2 separate regions of the Cricetulus griseus genome follow, and region 2 is linked to region 1. The links are chromatin contacts, called in public Micro-C maps. All regions are on one chromosome and are shown on one strand. Each heading gives the region's core, a stretch centred on a gene start, on an enhancer-like site or on the middle of the called end of the contact. The rest is flanking DNA. Distances are from core to core; before and after follow the strand shown.

Region 1 (2,700 bases), core at 158-2,657:
ATTCTCAATCAGTGTGGGCTATAGTTAATGAGCTTCCACAGGGTGCTGGACTCACTGTGACCCCTCAGGGATGGGTCTGGTGAGTGGTGGGTTCTATCCTCAAAGCACTCATGCACAAAACCTCCAGGTGTGTGTGTGTGTGTGTGTGTGTGTGTGTGTGTGTGTGTGTCCATAGCATCTCCATGTGGTCCCTACCTGAGGGTCTTTTCCCAGCCCTGGGCCATGGGGCCAACCACAGGCTGTCATTACTTTGGCCTAGAATGCATCAGCTAAGGCTCGGGACTGTGCTTCCATGTCCTTGCCCTCCACTGTTAGCACCACTCCTCTTTTATCTTTTACTACTGCCAAGTTCCTGTTCCCACAAAGTTCCTGGCTATCTTAATACTTCTCATTGGAAACTAAGCATGTATCAGGCCCAGTACCTGCCCATAGTACTTAAAACTAATTGATACCAGACCAGTGAGGCAACCTTGACAGCAAAGATTATTAGACACACACACAGGGCTCTCTCTCTCTCTCTCTCTCTCTCTCTCTCTCTCTCTCTCTCTCTCTCTCTCTCTCTCTCTCTCCTCATGTCCTCATAAATGAGGCTAAAGGTCAGAATTGTGGGTTCTGCTGATGCAAAATGCAAGTCTTGCTCCAAAAAGAATAAACGATAGTGTGTTCTGAGCCAAATGAGAGGCTGTGTCCTGAGAACACAGATTTGGATTGCCCTGCATGACAGAACTCATCAGGGAAGCAGCAACATGAATTTCTGTGGTCATAGAATAAGAGACAGGCACGAATCAGTGTATCTAACAACACACTGGTGGGGACAACGAGTAGGCAGTTTACAGCAATGTTATCCCTGCTATAGACTTTAGGCATTGTGTGTTGAGTGCTTAGCCCTGGGGGTCAGGGAAAAGAATGTTTTTTGTTGTTGTTTGTTTGTTTGTTTGTTTGTTTTGTTTTTTGAGACAGGGTTTCTCTGTATAGCAGCTCTGGCTGTCCTGGAACTCAACTCTGTAGACCAAGCTGGCCTCAAACTCATAGAGATCTGCCTGCTGAGTGCTGGGATTAAAGGAGTGTGCTCCCACCACCTGGCTTAATGTTTTTTGTTGTTGTGGTTTTGTTTTTAGTTACTACATCCAAAAGTTTCACCTCACCGTCAAAGAGTATTAAGTCAGGCACAGAGATTGGTAATAAATGGCTATTAAGAAGATTAAAGATAGACCAAGGTAATTTTGGTTCTTGGATTTGCAACATTCCTACTAACTATAGTCAGCTCTAATCAGTCATCAGTCTGCAGAATCATCAGCATTAAGGAACTTCAGTCTCCAAGCCCCAGTGAGGATGAGACACCATTGTAGGGCTGAGGTTAGACACTGCCACAAGAGATTTGGTCCTGGAGGGCTGAGTCCCTCAAGGGCCTGAGTATTTATTGATGCATTCTAATGTGCATTTCTAACTAGTGACCTACATGCTTGTGTGATGACAGTCTATACTGGCTGCTCATCTCTTGGTCATCACCTTTCTTTCTTGCTGGCCAGGAATCCAGTTTACACGTTTATTCCTCTTTTGGTAGCTACATGCTGAGAGCCTCCCCACCCCAGAAGGCAGATCTGGGAAGTTTTGATGCATTTAATCTCTTTCCATAACTGGTTTAGGAATAGGTTCACATTGCATTTTGACCAGTGAGAGTATGAGAATCAGCTGGAACAGGGATTGGTTGAGGTCTTCTCTCAAAGGTGAAGGGAAGCTGGGCATGGTGGTGCCTGACTATAATTCCAACACAGGATACTGAGGCAGGAGGATCATAAGCTCAAGGCCTACCTGGGCTGCCTAGAGGAACAAAACAACAAAAAGTTAATTGAGGAAGTAAAGAGGGAAATTCTTCCCCTTTCTCAATTCTGGACATTTTCATGACTCATGGTGCTTCTGTGACCATCTCAGGAACAGAGAGGAAAGTCTAGAGAATTACAGAGCTTGACAGGTGGGATGGGGCCAGTGAATTGCTCACTTCTAATGCCGTCCTAGTTTGAAACTTTGTGTTGTACCAACCAATCCGTCTTCAGGGTTTTTTGTTTGTTTGTTTTGGGTTTTGTTTTGTTTTGAGACAGGGTCTTACTATGTATCCCTGGCTGACCTAGAACTCACTATGCAGACCATGTTGACCTCGAACTCACAGTGACCATATGCCTTCTCTCCCTGAGAGCTGGGATAAAGGCGTGTGTCACCACCATGCCTAGCCCTGTCTTCTATCTTTAAAGCCTCCAGTTACTAATCTATTACCCGAATCCTCAAATATCCTGAATGGCATGCCCACTGAAGGTAACAATGGACATATTGCTTCCATAGTTGATCTCAGCTCCTATGTCAGAGCCATTTCCTATCCCCCTTTTTTCATGTTTGTACTAACAATGACCAAAATGAGTCACCCCATATTTATCCTCAGAATGTCCTAAGTTGCTGCACCCTCAAGACCTCCTTCACTGTTGCCGTGTTACCATTTTTGGTCGGTGTTACAATCTGTCTCCATGTGTCCCAACACACATAGCTGTGTTGTCTATGGGATGCTGTACTCCAGCCCTGTGACTACCTGCTCCCAACCCAGATCCCTCTCCCAATAGATCATCCTGGGAGTCCCTGCCTTCTCCCAAGCTTGGTTGTCTCATTTCAGTTGCTCTGCCCTGTCAACTCACATACACACTGTTCAACAGT
Region 2 (2,700 bases), core at 43-2,542, 130 kb before region 1:
TGTAGCACTGAGGCATTTAAGGGAATGTTTGAAGCACAAAAGTCTTTTCTTTTAGCTCAAAGCCAGACTTGGTTGGACCATCTTATTTTGGCCTTTCTGGAATGGTTTATCATTCCTGGCCTGGGTACAAAATACTCATTGAGGCACTGAGGATTTCAGTCGGTAAAGTGCCTGCCTGGCATGCATAAGGCTCACCTGAGCCTTACAAACTGGGGGTGTCTGTACAGGAGTATAATGCCAGCTGTCAGGAAGTAGAGGCAGAAGTTTAGGTTATTCCCAGCCACATAGAGTTTTCAAGGTCAATCTGGGTTACTGGAATTGCTGTCTCCAGGGATGGACAGATGGAAGGAAGGAAGGAAGGAAAGGAAGGAAGGAAGGAAGGAAGGAAGGAAGGAAGGAAACAGTAATATAAACTAAAGGTAGAAGAGGCCTCATGGGAAGGGCAATCCGGCATGTGTGGGTAAGAATGAGAAATATTGCCACAAGGAGGCAGCACTGATGGTCCTGAGTGCTAAGACAAGTTCTTCCTGTCCCGTGTCTCCGTGCCTCAGACACTACCAGCCGTTGGCAGGGACTTAGACTTTGAAGTGCAAAGAAAGCCAGGGCTTAGCCATGAAAATAGAAATGTGGCTGACCAGAGTCTTCTAACAGCATTGACTGATAGTTCAGTTAGCTGAAAGAGTCCAGATCCACATAATCCAACTCAGTTGCTTACAGCCCAAGTCAAGATGCCATGCCCAGCAAGGACTTTCCACCTTGGCTGACATTGAAACTCCAGAACTAGACTAGTAAGATCCCAATCTCTGGGCCTGGCATGTTTAATGTTTCTCTTTAATGTTCCTTGGGTGACCTTAACAATTTCTTAGGATTACATATTGTAGGGAGAAATAGGGTCAAACTGAGGCGACACCAAGCTGGCTCATGCAGGTTACAACCTATCTGAAGCTGGAAGGCAGATGTCAGTGATGGGGTCAGGGAACCACCTCCACTACTCTGGTAGTCAGCGTTCTTGAATCTTGCCCCAGAGGGAGGTAGACATGGGGGGTGGGAGGGGAGGGTGTGACAGCAGATAGCAAGTTTCACTTCATTTTGAGCAGACCTTGGTGTGGAGTCCCACCTTCCTCCCTCTATACCTCCCCCAGGACAGATCTCTGGTCACCTGGGCTCAGGTAGAGCTGACTCTGATCCTGAACAAGCCCAAGCCTGAGTCCCACTGTTATTGTATGAAGGACAGAAGATCTAAGTGACAGAGAACCCCACCCCACCCCATATCAGCTTGTCATTCCAGAGACTAAAGCTGAGGCAAGAACATGAGTCATCTTTAGCTGCATAGTAAGAAAAACAAACAAACAGCAAGCCCAGAGTCAGACTCTGCTTTTTAAACCTGACTATGTGGTACTCAATTCTTCACTCTGCCCCCTCCGATCTCCCCCTCTCCTCTCCCTCCATTTTCTCCCCTCCCCTCTCTCCTCATTTCCTTCCCCTCTCCCTTCTCTGACTCTGGGTTTGGGGGATAATTCAGTAATAGAACACTCACTGAGTTTGCATACCAGTCCCCCAAAAGAGTGATATTTTGATATTGAAAACACTACTCTTTACCAGTTTTTTAAAATAGATTTTAATGGCTGAATTTTATTTATGTGTTTTTAAACGATTCATCAAGAGATCCTTATGTAGGCATATGTTATGTTTGACTTTGTCCCAGGCATGAGAGTTAAGCCATAAGTGAGACAGACAGATAGACATGCTCTTTATGGAGCAAGGCTCTTGTTGACTTGTTGACCGGGACTGACAAGGAATAAATTAGATAAATGCTTCTGGTGATGAGCTCTGTAGAGGTGGCTGTGTATTTATCAGTTTGTCAGATTACAGTGAGGGTGAGTGCTGCTGGTGAGGTGGCTCAGTGGGTAAAGCATTTCCCACCAAACCTGACAACCTGAGTTTGATCTCCCGAACTCACATGATGATAGCAGAGAATTGACTCCCACATCTTGTTCTCTGACTTCCACACACATGCCATGATACTGGTGTGCTCACACACACACACACTCACACAAGCACACATAAGAAAATACATACCAAATAAATAAATGAATACATTTTATAAATTGGGGGAAGAGGGGCTGTAAAGAGAGCTCTGCAGTCAAGAGCATTTGTCACTCACACAGAGAATCTATGTTCAGGTGCCAGCACCTACCTGATGGCTTAGAACCATCTGGAACCCCAGTTCCAAGAAATCCAATGCCTTCTTATAATCTTCAAGGGTAACGGGCACTCAATGTATCCATACACACATGCAGGCAAACCAGTCATACACATAAAATAAAATAAACATATCTTTAAAAACATGAGAGAAGGGGGTCATTTTCCCCACACTAGCTCCAAAAGAGTATCCATTTTATGAATGGAAAATAACATTTTAGTGGCTATTAAATTTGTGTGTCTATTAAAAATGTTGAACATTTCCCTATACTTTATTTTTTCCGATGCCAATGTGTTTCTATTTTCCTTATAAATCATATTGAGTTATAACAAATTCTTTGTTTACTAAACTCTTAACCATTGGGCACACATTGCAAGTGTTTTCCTTAGCTAACACTTGCTTTTGAGTTATTATGATTCATATATAAAAAGCAGCTTAAATTTTCCATAATAAACATCACCAATTTTATATTTTGTGGGTTTCTTCATATGTCCTTT

Evidence for each region. A called contact is a pair of places that touch in the nucleus more often than the background predicts.
Region 2: a Micro-C map of the CHO-K1 cell line shows a contact between it and region 1, with 6 times the contacts expected there. The contact joins two enhancer-like sites. A contact is called at or near these places in 3 of 8 Hi-C or Micro-C datasets (the CHO-K1 cell line and the CHO-S cell line).

The regions. Positions count from the first base shown.
Region 1 is chr2:86,099,713-86,102,412 of CriGri-PICRH-1.0, reverse strand. All of the region lies in intron 7 of Palm2akap2 (A-kinase anchor protein 2), which reads left to right. Among named protein-coding and RNA genes, the nearest start is that of CUNH9orf152, 160 kb to the right of the region's middle. Within about 2 kb of position 1,407, at least 2 of the 6 cell types and tissues checked have open chromatin away from gene starts, as enhancers often do. A contact at or near this core is called in the CHO-K1 cell line, where this site is marked.
Region 2 is chr2:86,229,528-86,232,227 of CriGri-PICRH-1.0, reverse strand. The region is part of intron 2 of Palm2akap2 (A-kinase anchor protein 2); the gene reads left to right. Among named protein-coding and RNA genes, the nearest start is that of Palm2akap2, 65 kb to the left of the region's middle. Within about 2 kb of position 1,292, at least 1 of the 6 cell types and tissues checked has open chromatin away from gene starts, as enhancers often do. A contact at or near this core is called in the CHO-K1 cell line, where this site is marked.